Regions from separate parts of the Zea mays genome. Here region 1 is linked to region 2. The links are chromatin contacts, called in public Hi-C maps. All regions are on one chromosome and are shown on one strand. Each heading gives the region's core, a stretch centred on a gene start, on an enhancer-like site or on the middle of the called end of the contact. The rest is flanking DNA. Distances are from core to core; before and after follow the strand shown. Region 1 holds the start of LOC100285883 (lysosomal protective protein). Region 2 has its middle 6.4 kb from the start of LOC111591422.

The links. A called contact is a pair of places that touch in the nucleus more often than the background predicts.
Region 1: a Hi-C map of ear shows a contact between it and region 2, with 2.7 times the contacts expected there. The contact joins the promoter of LOC100285883 here to the enhancer-like site in region 2. A contact is called at or near these places in 3 of 25 Hi-C or Micro-C datasets (ear, root tip and tassel).

What each region holds. Positions count from the first base shown.
Region 1 is chr4:150,507,080-150,513,609 of Zm-B73-REFERENCE-NAM-5.0, forward strand. It overlaps LOC100285883 (lysosomal protective protein), which reads left to right and starts at 4,478. Exons shown (of 7, transcript NM_001370727.1): 1 at 4,478-4,808. The coding sequence starts at 4,544.
Region 2 is chr4:150,352,415-150,358,889 of Zm-B73-REFERENCE-NAM-5.0, forward strand. No RefSeq gene overlaps it. Among protein-coding and RNA genes, the nearest start is that of LOC111591422, 6.4 kb to the right of the region's middle. Within about 2 kb of position 3,722, at least 17 of the 20 cell types and tissues checked have an H3K27ac peak or open chromatin away from gene starts, as enhancers often do. A contact at or near this core is called in ear, root tip and tassel, where this site is marked.

The DNA of each region.
Region 1 (6,530 bases), core at 3,228-5,727, 160 kb after region 2:
CGACAAGGGCTCTCGTACGAGAAGGTTGGCCGCACGGGAGAACGGGCCGACACACAAGGCTCCCTCTCTTTCTCTCTCCCACGCGGACACTTGTAACCCCCCTACTGCAAGCGCACCCGACCTGGGCGCAGGACAACATGAAGGCCACGGGTTTCCCCTTTGCTGTTTCTCACCCCCTTTTGTGCTTCATCTCACGCCGACCCATCTGGGCTGGGACACGCGGCGACAATTTACTCGTCAGTCCAGGGACCCCCCGGGGTCGAAACGCCGACAGGTAGTTATTTACAAAAATTAATTTTCATCACAAAGCAGATAATATCAAAATATAGAGGTGAGATCCTATTCGATTCACTAAGCATAATTAAGCTCAATAGCATTGTAGCACCTTAACTGAGGGTCAGTTTGGGGTTCATGTCCCGTGAAGCACTTTAGAATATATGACTGTCATGGCTCCAATATGATAGCAAAAAAATGTATTTCTGAAAAGCTACTACTGAGCCAAGTAGGGATTAAGTTCAACTCCTTCAATCGAACATCCAGAGCACGCTCGGTCTGTTGGACGTCTCCCATATGCAAAGCAGCGAGGGCTGTGGATGGAGGCGAGGTGCCAACCGGAGCCATGGTGGACCACAGGTCCTGCACCCCGCCCCCGGAGCTCGACGCGATGTCGTGCATCTCGTCGAGGTTGAGGCAGTAGACCACAGTCCACGCGCGAGCGTCCCAGACGGCAATGCGGTCTTGGCGGTCCCTCGCGGTGAGGCGAAGCGGGCGGCGGTCGTCGTCGTCGAGGGATGGGGTGCATGGGGGCGCCCAGCATATGACGGTGACGAAGGGGGCGTGGGAAGAGAAGGGCATAGGGAGCACGCAGATCTCATGGCGAGGATGTCAATGAGGTCTGGGTCATTCGGAACCACAACGGTGGTGTGGCAGCCATCGACGGCTGCAAGCTGGAGCAGACCGCCGTCCTTGGAAAAGCGCACGGGCTCCTTGCCGCGCTTGATGACGGACGGGAACACAATGTGGCGATTGTCTGCGCCCTCAGGAAGGTCGTAGGCGGACGCGGACGGCTTCAGAGCGGTGAGGAGCGAGTTGGAGAAGGGGTTAGCGGTCGGTGCGGGAGCCTCGATCTGGAGCTTGGGCGCCGGCACCGACAAGGGGGCGGGGGTCGTGGCTGAAGTGTCGGTCGCGAGCGCAGGCGATTGGAATGGGGGCAGGCATCGTGCGGCCCAGAGGTGTACGTAGGTTGTGCGTGCGATGAGGAGGTTGGCGCGGGCGTCATGGCGTGGGAGGCGGGCGCGGGTGTCATGGCGGGGGAATTACGAGCGGGGTCGATCAGGACGGGGGTGTGGGCGTCGAGCGAGGGGCCGAGGGCAATGGCGTGCGGGGTGGGACGCGAGGCGGGGTCATATTGTAGTGACAGCTCGACTCGTAGGGGGAGGCGAGGCGGGGGCATGGCCGCGCCGAGCGCCCACGTTCTATTCTTAACTAGAGGTAGCGATGTCGGTGTCGCAGCGGTGGTCTGAATTTTTGTTTCTATTTGTTTTAACTAAAATTATTTTGATATTACTATTCTTTTTGAAAGGGTGAATTTCAAAGTGTATTTATTCACCAGGGTCACTTTACTTTGGTTTGTTTTACAAAGATTTGACTATCCTAAAATCAGGATTTTGGGTGTTACATGATTGTACAAAATTGAGCTCCATTTTAGAAGATAAGCTCTGGTCCTCTTTACTTGAATCCAAACCCAAGCTCTTGGTTACCTTCGGAAGGAGTTGGTGAGCTCGACGGAGCTGAAGGACCCCAGGTTCTTGTACGGCCCCGGCGAGAGCCCATCATCAGCGGCACCCATCTGCCGCCTCGCGTCCACGGCGCTCCGCCGTCTCCTGTCCCACACCCTGTACGCCCCGAATGCAGCAGCAGTGACCACCGACACGACACCGACAACAAGGAGGGCCGCCTTGACCCCGCTCGTGCGCCCATCGCCGCGCCCTCGCGTCCCTTCCTCCTCCAGGCTCATGATCTTGAAGTAGCCCATCTTCCTATCGTCACTAGCCACCAGAAGCTGTGCCGGGTAGTCCATGACATAGCAGACCCCGGTCCTGTTGCTGTACACCGCGCCCCAGCAGCTGCAGTTGTGCTCGCACCGCGCCTCGCAGTCCGTCGTGGACGCCGCCTGCTCGGACCGCAGCAGCTCCTTGTTCACTGGCTCCACGCCCCACCGCCGCACCGCCCAGTACAGCCCGCCGACTTCTCCGCCCGTGGTGCCGCAAAGGTTGCTCGCGAAGGAGGCGGGCACGGCCGCGGCGTAGCCCGAGCCATCGGTCGCGTTGGCCAGGCACTCGCAGCTGCCGCTGGGCTCCGCGCAGACGATGTAGGCGCCGTAGGTGGTGGGCAGCTCGCATCGATCGTTGTCGTTGATGGCAGTGTAGTCAAGGGCCCACCGGGCGCCGTTCCAGTAGTAGGCACGGAGGTTCCTGTTGGGCTCCAGAGTCATGCGGCGGAGGGCGCGGACTCCGCGGTTGAAGGTGTCGAAGGAGAGCACGTCGGCGGGCGGCCCCTCCCTCTGGTACATGGCGGGGAAGCCGTCAGGCTCCACGCGCGCGTAGGTCGGGCCGCCGCCAGCCACGATCTGGGCCTTGGCCTCCATCGCCATGTGCTTGAAGTACATGGCCGCAGCAACGCCGCCCGAAGACGGCGGGGGCTCGATGTGCAGGCCGAAGTAGTTGCTCCCCAGCCGCATGGCGAAGCGCCGATCGAAGCTGTAGAGTTTCGTTGCGGAGGTGAAGTTCTGGCCCTGGACGATGGTCTTCGGCGGGTAGTCGAAGCTCTGCCACACCACGTCGGGCGAACTGCTGCCACCAGTGCTCTGGATTTGGAGGTTGGACGTGTTGAGGAGGACGGCGCGGTCGCCGGCCGAGGCAGAGGTGGCAGCGGTGGACCAGAGCACCTTGTCGGCCGCGCGGTCGGTGAGGACGAGGCCGCCGTCGAAGGAGAGGGAGGCGGCTGTAGACCATGGCGCGGGGCGGTCGGGGATCGCGCGCCAGAGCGGGAAGGTAGACGGGAGGTGGACGATGGCAAGGTCCAGCATGGTGGAGTTGACGCGGAGGAAGCCGAGCGCGAAGACACCCGTGGGGTCGGCGAGCACCGGCTGGAACTGCGAGTAGGAACTAGTCGTGAGCGACGGAGAGACCTTGCCGCAGCTCCTGTGCCACGGCCTCGCCTGCGGCGCCGCCGATCAAAGAAGATATAAGCGCCGCCGCAGCCACGAACTGCACTAGTACTATTGCTTCCATGTTCGCAATCGGTGGTCTGTAGCCCCATCTAATCCTGCACCAACACAAAGACACAACGTAGCTGGATTGGACATATTATGTTACAATCTTCATAAGATGGGGCGGTGGAGGCTGACAAGCAGCGGTGGCGCTGGGCACTGGAGGCCGCGGCCACGGGTGGAGGCGAGCAAGCGGGCGGGGGCGCAGGGCTGGATGCCGCGACCGCAGATTAGGGTTTCATGGAGATGGGCCTCGGACAAATTGGCAGATGGGCCTCACACGGCGCATGTGTCTGTCTTCATTTTTTGCAAGGTAAAATTAGTACCACATTGCCCACCGGTTGGTGTTGAAACCTGCTTATATGTCTTCCTGTGCACATAGTAGTATGATTGTTATCACACGGCGCATGTGTCTTCCTGTGCGCGTGACATGTGCAGTAGTACTATTTTTTGTACAAAAATGCGTTATGGGCTAAACCGGGAGCATGCACGCAGGAGCAAGCGGGTCCTACCTGTCAGAGACCACACGACAGAACACAAAAAGGCAGACTATTATTACTAACTTAATAAGTAGTAGAGATTTGTCTAGTGTTGCCTTCAGGACTAGGGAGGGTCGTCGTCCTACCCTCATCCTCTCATATATCTAGGTACCTTCCCTATTGATGATAGTCTCAAACTGGCAACCGTTCTCCTCTATCACCACAACAAGTAGCATCATCGGTGCCTTTTCTTTCCCACTGCAATACCAGTAGGCTAGCGACCTCCTTTATTAGTTAATTCGGAATTATTATAATCTACTCAGATTATATAATCTAACTTATTTAATCTGAGTAGATTATAATCCTAAACAAACAAACCATAATAATAGATACTATTGATCTTTATTCTTTACTGTCAACTTATTAGTTACCTCTCTACTATTAATTATACATGGTCCAGCGATATCTCTCTCTTTTTTTATGTCTAAGCTAGCTGTACAGCTTCTTTCTGCTCTCTGCTATCCTCTGGTTTCTTGTCCATGCGTAGTCAACTTAACATTTTCTCTCTACTTTTACCGACGCAAACGCAATCACGGCCGCATGCAGCCGGGAGCAGGGCTCTACGGTTTTTATGGAAGCGTCGGCCGCCGTGGCACTCTCTCTCGGTCAGCGGAGCCTGTGTGTATATATAGCCACCCGGAGGGGGCGAGATGTGCACCACGCACCAGCAGCAGCGAGGAGCTAGAGCAGCGGCAGAGCGCGCGGCGCACACCACGCATCGTCCTAGCTCACGATGGCGGGCGCCTGGTCCTTGCTCGCGCTCTCCCTATCGCTCTGCTCCGTCGCGGCCGTCGCGGTGCAGCAGGTGAACACGGTGGCCGCGGCGCAGCAGGCGGCGGACCGGGTGGCGGGGCTCCCGGGGCAGCCGCCCGTGGGGTTCGCGCAGTACGCCGGGTACGTGACCGTGAACGAGACGCACGGCCGCGCGCTCTTCTACTGGTTCTTCGAGGCCACCGCGTCGCCCGACAAGAAGCCGCTCGTGCTCTGGCTCAACGGCGGTACGTACGTATGCTATAGCTACTATACTATAGCTTCGATCCTCCGTCCACCCCGTGTTCTGCCGCAGCTAGCTAGCTACACCTACGACCACTCCGCGCTGTCTGCTCGTACTCTTCACTCGCACTCGCCATTATTATCTCCCGCGCGCGCTGCTTGCCTCCGTGATTGTCGTGGATAGAAGCTTCTACTTGTGCATGTTTCTTGAGCTCGGCGGCGGCCATGGCTTCTGTCTCCAACATGGTACGTTACAGATAAGGCGCTTATGGCTCTGGCGGCGACAAACACTCAATTAGTTGAGACGTTCATTTCCACCTTGGAAGTCGACGATATGATAATCAAGAAGCGGGGAAGTGGTTAGGCTAAGCTAAGTCGCTGATTGCTAGCTGAGGGACTGACGCATGCATGACGTCTCGGATTCTGAACTGTGATACCAGGACCAGGAGCTATAGCGCTGCTGATGTTTGAGTAACACAGTAGTACTACGACAGTATATATTACTCCCAACCGATTAATCACACAGGACAGTTAGAGGGCGGAGGAGCTAGCTTAGCTACGCTATCACATCAAATGATCACGATCACCATTAATTGGACGTTTTCTGTTGGAGGTTGACGCTGTAACCTGAACCTTAGTATATGTACGTACGTATAGCCACCACTACTATAGCCAGTCATTGTTTCCCACATGACTTCTCTCTATACGTGTGCCATCACCATTATGTTGCACACACCGTTTTGTTAACCTTAAATAATGCGGCACGTTTAATTCGAACAAAATAATCACACAGCTGATATTTCAGTTCTAGGAATGTGGATTTTTCTTGAAAAAAAACACATATGCATGTACTCATCTCTATATATTTTTTAAAAAAAAAAGGAATGTTCGAACGGAAGGGAATAAAACTCCGATCCCACTGTACTGGGCCGGATATGCCCGTCGTTACCATCCCAATCCGAATTTGACCACACCAACGCCCTCATCATGTATGCATGCGTACATATATATGGTCAAGCAGACAACGACATAGGGCGTTCCACTTGCGTGCTCGGCCAGTGCGTGAGCCCGGAGTGTCGCTGGTGCGGCTGGCCACAAGGAGAGCACGATTTGTTGACGCATAGCGCATAGTACGCTACACATCCTGGATTTATTTCGATCTGGTCCATTTGCTAGTGGTGCTGCTGGTACCCACTCGACGTAGAGTGCACATGAGCCTTAAGCTTCGAGAAGGGTATAGGCGCCACGCACTACGGCTAGCTGTGGCTACAGTGCCGCGCGCCCCACACAGCGATGATGAGGCTCCATTTGCTGACTCTCTGACTGCAATGGCTAGCTAGGTCGTGTGCATATATGCTGCCTTTTGCTTGCATTGCCTGGCATGGTCAGCTAGCACTCTGCAAGCCGCCAGCAGTCAACACACGCTCCCGGGAACAAAGGGTACGGTGTCGCTAGCTAGCTTCTGTATGAGAGAGTGAGGAAACCTTGTGGCCCAATTCACGTATAGCCCGGGGATGCCTACGATGCGAAGGCGTTATTATTATTTTTTCCCCAACATCCCAAGCAAAGTGTGAGCTAGGGTCCACCGGTTAGTTTTGCTTGCACCGGCTGAGCTGTTCGACGTCGCGTCGGCACACCCCTGTCTGGGGGGTAATATGTTAGTTGGAAACGTGTGAGGCGCCGTACGTCGTCCATATATGGAGGATGCATGATTGAGCTATGTATGT
Region 2 (6,475 bases), core at 2,472-4,971:
CTCCTGTTAGACCGATGGCGGCCCCTATTCCCTTGGCCCTCGATACCAAGGGACGCTGTCGCTGCCGTTGATTCGTGCTGAGGATGTCGTCACCCCGCTGGCCCTTCGCATCCTGTGCCTGAGCCACCGCTTAGTGGTGCAGCTGGCGACTAGTCCTCTAATTACAAAGCTAACTACACAAATGAAGAAATGATAAGGCAAGCCTACTAAGAGTAATGAGTCCATAATTTGCTCATGTGATGCTACAGTATTTTTTTGCTAATCTAGTATTAATTATACTTAATAAATTGGGACATTTACATTTGAACCACTATTCTAAACGTCTTGCTCAGATCTACCCGCCCAAATTCTCTCCTCGGTTTTCCCCTCCCACCTCCATACTTGGCTCGGAAATAACCTCACGGCGCCCTTCCGTCCCATCGCAGCATCTTACAGGTGGACCAATGTAACACTCTGTCCACTCCTAGACTGGAGTTTCTTACTCTTGGCAACTCTCTAAGATCATATATTGTCCCCATATACAACACGAGTCTTTTGTGCGCACTTTGTCTTCACTCATGCGCACCCGAGAAAATTTCCCGGTCGGTCACCCATCCCAAATTGCTCAAAGCCAAGCACGGTTAACTTGGAGGTTCTTTCGAGATAGGCTTCCGAAAAAGAAGACACACCTTGTTGGTATAGATACTCTATTAATTATATTAAGTCTTGGTCCAGAATATCATCATCCCAAGGGAAGGATATCACAACCAAAGCCTTACAGGTGGGACACGCCACCTCCACACTTTTTCCTTTCCCCTGCTTTCTCTTCCTAAATCGAATCGCACGTGAAGAAGGGGAAAGAGCGTGGGCCCCACCTGTAAGTCTTCGGGGCCACTTGTAAGATATCTAACGGACGGAATCCTACTGTAAGGTGATTTTTGAGTATAAGTTTAGGTGAGAGGACAAAACTGAGTAGAGAATTTAGACAATGGTAGAACTGAGCAGTGTGCCTAGACTAGTGGGCGAACTATAAAAATTCCTAATAAATTTGTCTCGTCGTCTAGTATTCATCTATATAATTAGTTTTAAACTATATTTAATATTCGTCTCGTCGTCTAGTATTCATCTATATAATTAGTTTTAAACTATATTTAATATTTGTAATTGATATTAAATATTTAATATGACAAGAACTAAATATTAGACACAAACCAAACAGCCCTAAGAATGGACTATATTTTAGAAGGAGATACAATGTAGGCGACGACTACAGTGATGTCATCCGGCTTCCCTCCCGTCAAGAGACTCTTCCCTAGCTGTCTCCGGCCCAAGCTGTACGGCGAGTCTCTGTAATCGCAGCCTGCAGCCTCGCAAGCGAAGCCCGCTAGGACCTCCGCCATGTTCAGTGGCGCGAACCCCAGCGTCGTGCCCATCCGCACGATGCCCTCGATCTCGTCGTCAAACACGTTGTCGAACAACCCGTCCGTGGCCAGAATCACAATGTCGCCTTCCTTCGCCGCTACCTCGCCGACCAATGCGTCGGAGACCCTGGTTCTGTCTTGCCTAGAGCTGAGCTGGTAGGGGCAGTTGAAGTAGTGCTGCTGCGTTGGCGAGCGGCACAGGATCCTGCCATCGCGGAGCACCGCAAATCCGCTGTCGCCGACCAAGGCCCACTTGAGGGTGCTGCCGACGAGGGAGACGATTGCCGCCGTGGACGCGCCAGGCGTATGCGCCGCGGCCGTCATCTGGTGCGCCCGCTCCAGCAGCGCGCGGGGGCAGAAGCGCGTGCCAGGCACGGGGGCCTTCGCCACCTCCGCGTAGGCGTTGTTCATGAGCCCGCGAGAGAACGCCGACGCGTCGACGCCCTGGCTACGATACCCGCCGACGCCGTCCGCCACGCCAATAACGCAGGCCTCGGCGTGCCCGAAGTGATCGTCCTCGTCGTGCTTCTTTATGTAGCATGACCCCAACTCCATCGCCAGGTCGCAGCCCATGGCTATGGGATCGCTGGCGCAGTCCATGGCCATGGGATTCTTGTCGCAGTCAATGGCTTTGGGGTCGCTGGCGCCGTCGTCGTCGAGCGGCGCGAGCAGCACCGCGGCGAGGTTAGCTGCGTCGTCCTGTTGGCCAGTGGTCGGCCGCGATGCGCGGTATATGCCGAAGGCGGCGCGGAGGGCGTCGGGGATCCGCCTGTCGAATTCGATCATGGTTTCCGCCATATGCTTCTCCATCTTTCCTGTGTTCCTGGAAGTGCAGGTGCAGGGACAACCCTATATATGAGGCAGACGTACGAATCAAAGGCGGCGGGGGCATCTTCGGAGTTCCGAGTTCGGAGTTCGGACTCGTTGTTATTGTGTTCAGTTTTGGCTTATGATTTTTTTAGGAAACCCCCCACCCTGCCACCAGATGTATCTGATCTCATTCCCACGAATCGTTATCTCTCGACTGCCGCGCATCAACGTTTTCTGCGATCCATGAATCCATTTCGTCCTTGTCATCTTCCCCGTCGCGACCATCTCCACTGGAGCGGCGCCATGGCGAAAGAATGGTCTGGCCGGTGCTGGCTCCGACGACGAGGCGGTGGACGGCACGCGGTTCATGCTGGGCGGCGGAGGCAGGGCCATCTCTTCAGTGGGTTCAACGCGTACTGGCTGATGCTGGTGGCGTCGAAGCCGGCGCGGAGGGGCAAAGCAGTGTTGGCGGCGCTCCACCAGGCGGCCTCTCACGGGCTCAACCTCGCACGGACCTGGGCATTCAGCGATGGCAGGGACACGCACACGCCACGACAGTACGTGCATCTACCTCCGCCTCACCAACGACTTCCACGAGTTCGGCGGCAAGCGGCAATACGTGCAATGGGCCAGGGACGCCGGCCACCGACGATGACTTCTTCAACAGCACGCCGTTGTCAGGACAAGAGCTACGTATATGTAGACACACACAGCACACAGGAAAGCACACCATCTTCTGTCTCCATAAACAAGATCATACATCACTACAGAGGGTCGGTGTCACAGCGGCAGCCTTCAGCATACAGGTGGAAAGACCACGACGAGGTAGCAGGGATACGGTGGCTTCAGTCGGCGGCGATGGTTGGGTAGCAGGGATATGGTGGCTTCAAGCCTTCAACGAGTACTGGCTGATGCTGGTGGCTTCGAAGCCGGCGCGGACCAGAAGCAAGTAAAAGCCAATGTAGCATTAGTATCCAGAAGCAAGTAAAAGCCAGCTTCACTCGTGTGTTTAATTGCTATGTACCATACCAATCTGTTTGTACCATTTTCCAACAATTAGATTGGGATTACATATTTTCAGTATGTTTAGAGAAGAATCTCTATTTCTAAAGAACAAAAACTGATCTGTCGGATTGCAGGACCATCATCAGATAGAAAAGAACTCAACATGACATAATTTAAAAAAAATAAAGGGATTTTTACGTTCAGCCACTAGTCTGCACACTTTATTCAGTTCTACCTAGGGCTGACAATGGGCTATAAATTTTACACTATAAGATTTAAGGATCGAAGCGGGTTAGGATCGGACTCTATTTCTAGTCATTTTTGAATTATAATTTATTTAGGGCCTTGACATTTTGTGAAGAACTATTTGATCACGATCCATTACCACCCCTAGTTCTACCCCCACCTCAATTCACTCAGTTTTTCCCTCCCAACATCGTTCTGCACTCAGGAATGTCCCTACCGAGAGTTCCGTCCGTTAACGTTGCCTGGCATGTGGGACATGCGGCCTGACATGTGGGACCCTTCCCCTTTCTCCCCCAAATCAGAGGAAACAGAGCCGACACCAGATTACCAGATCCCCGTGCTCTCGTTTTCCCCAGCAGCACATCTCCGTCCCAGCCCGTCTGCCCGCCGACGAGCTCGGCATGGCTTTGTTGCAGCTGTGCTAGCAATCCCGCCGCATCGGCGCATGCGGGTGAAGCAGCGACCGACTTCTCGAGCAGCGCCTCTTCCCGAGCTCGTTCCTGACCGCCGGCTGGCCAACAGCTTATACAGATCGCCTGCAGCCTGTTGGAGGCACGGCGCATGACGGCGAATCTCCAGCGCGCGGGCCTGCTGCTTCTCCGGTGTAGCTCCACGTTGAGCGTGCAGCAATGGCGTAGGGGAGCAGCCGCACCCGATAGCTTCTCTCTGCACGAGCGCATGCCGAATCCATCGCTCCGGCTGTCGAATCTACACCATGCGGGCTGCTGCTTCCCCGAAATCCACTGCATAGGTTGGCTTCATCTCAGCCACGCGCTCCTCCCCGGAGTCTGAACATTGACTTCGGCTTGCTGCATCTCCAACTTCGACGCAAGCGGGCACATCTCCATCGTGCAGGCATGTGAAGGCTCGCCTCCACCCTCACCGGAGATTTGGCTGTTCGGAGCCCGAGCGAGCACGCGGCTGCCTGAGACGCCAGCGGACACTGGTAGATCTCCAACGCCGGAGCCACGCACTGAGATCGATTTCCAACCTTCTTCCCTAAGCAGCAACGAGACGCCCCTCGAACGCCACCGTCGGGCACAGCTCGGCCCCGACCGCCTGCCCGTCGTCGCTCTGCCCGCCGTCCCTCTGCCGCCTGGTCGTCAATCTCTGGCCGCAGCGCAGGCGGGTCTCTTCCCGGAGCAACACTGCGACCCCCACTCCTTCCTCAAGTAATCCCCGAGCAGAGTAGTGTCGGGCAGCAAAATCATGGTTCCATGTTGTTGGTTCCATGCAAAAAAATGACGACAAAAAAAGTCCATATGGGACCCATATTTACAGCGCCGGCTATGTTGTTGGTTCCATCCAAAAAATGACAACAAAAAAAAGTCCACGACTGGGGACTCAAACCCAGGTGGCCCAACGCAAAAAAAGCACTAGAATAGATTACAAAGACCACTCAGACAAAATCGATTTTCAGGCTCCAATAGCAAAACAACGGAATACAGACTTCTATATGGCTTAAATGCCTTTTCAAGACAACAATAAATAAATAAATATAAAGAATGGTCAAAAATAGTGAAACTGAGCATAAAGTCATAATTTGGTCCTATTTGTTTGAGATAAAAAAATTCATAGGATTATTCAAAAGTTTGAATATAGGTGCTTCACAAATGGACACATCTCTCGTCGAGTTTCGTAACATTGAACCATAACTACACATTTTGAGCTATATTTCTTTCTTTTATTTATTTTTTTGCTTCAAAAGTGAATCACATATTCATATAACTGTTACAAACTTACTTCATGTGAAGATGCCCCCTTTTCGACTATTTGCTATTTTATATGGTTTAAATGTCTTTTCAAGGCAAAAATAAATATCAAATATGGTAAAAAAAGTGAAACTTGGCATAGAGTCGTAATTTGGTCCTAGTTGCTTGAGATAAAAAATTCATAGGATTATTCAAGAGTTTGAGTATAGGTGCTTCAGAAATGGACACATCTCTCGTCGAGTTTCGTAACATTCAACCATAACTACACATTTTGAGCTATATTTCTTACTTTTGTTTATTTTTTGCTTCAAAAGTGAATTACATGTTCATATAACTGATACAAACTTACTTCATGTGAAGATGCCCCTTTTTTACTATTTGCTATTTCATATGGTTTAAATGCCTTTTCAAGGCAAAAATAAATAAATAAATACCAAATATGGTCAAAAATAGTGAAACTTGGCATAGAGTCGTAATTTGGTCCTAGCTGCTTGAGATAAAAATTCATAGGATTATTCAAAAGTTTGAATATAGGTGCTTTACAAATAGACACATCTCGCGTCGAGTTTCGTAACATTCAACCATAACTACATATTTTGAGCTATATTTCTTACTTTTGTTTATTTATTTTTTTGCTTCAAAAGTGAATCGCATGTACATATAACTGTTACAAACTTACTTCATGTGAAGATGCCCATTTTGACTATTTTCTATTTTTTATGGTTTAAATGCCTTTTCAAGGCAAAAATAAATAAATAAATACCAAATATGGTCAAAAAAATAGTGAAATTTGGCATAGAGTCGTAATTTGGTCCTAGTTGTTTGAGATAAAAAAAATTCAGAAGATTATTCAAAAGTTTATTTACAATATTCACAAAAGGACCTTGGCTCCTAAAAATACTACAAAATGCCAAAAAAGGGAGCACAAAGTATAGGATTTGAAACCAGCACCTTGTACACCTACGGGCCAACTTTTTTGCAAATTGGCCCTTTTCGTGTTTTTTGCACAATTATGCCCCTGGCAGTTTCATTTCAAAAAATGGACCCTATGCTCGGCGCCATCATCATTGGCGCCTAGCTAGGGTGTGCTGGCGCCAACAGTTTTGGCGTGCATACATCAGATGCAGGTATGAGTTGGATTCTACGTGTCACCTACCTCGGTGCCATAGATCTTGGCGCCGAGGTAGGCGTCCGGTCAACGCCGGCTACCTCGCGCCAAGATCTATGACGCCGAGGTAGGTGCCTATAAATAGGACCCTACGTCTAACTGGTTGGTGTGCTCGAAACTAGAGATATCAGCCT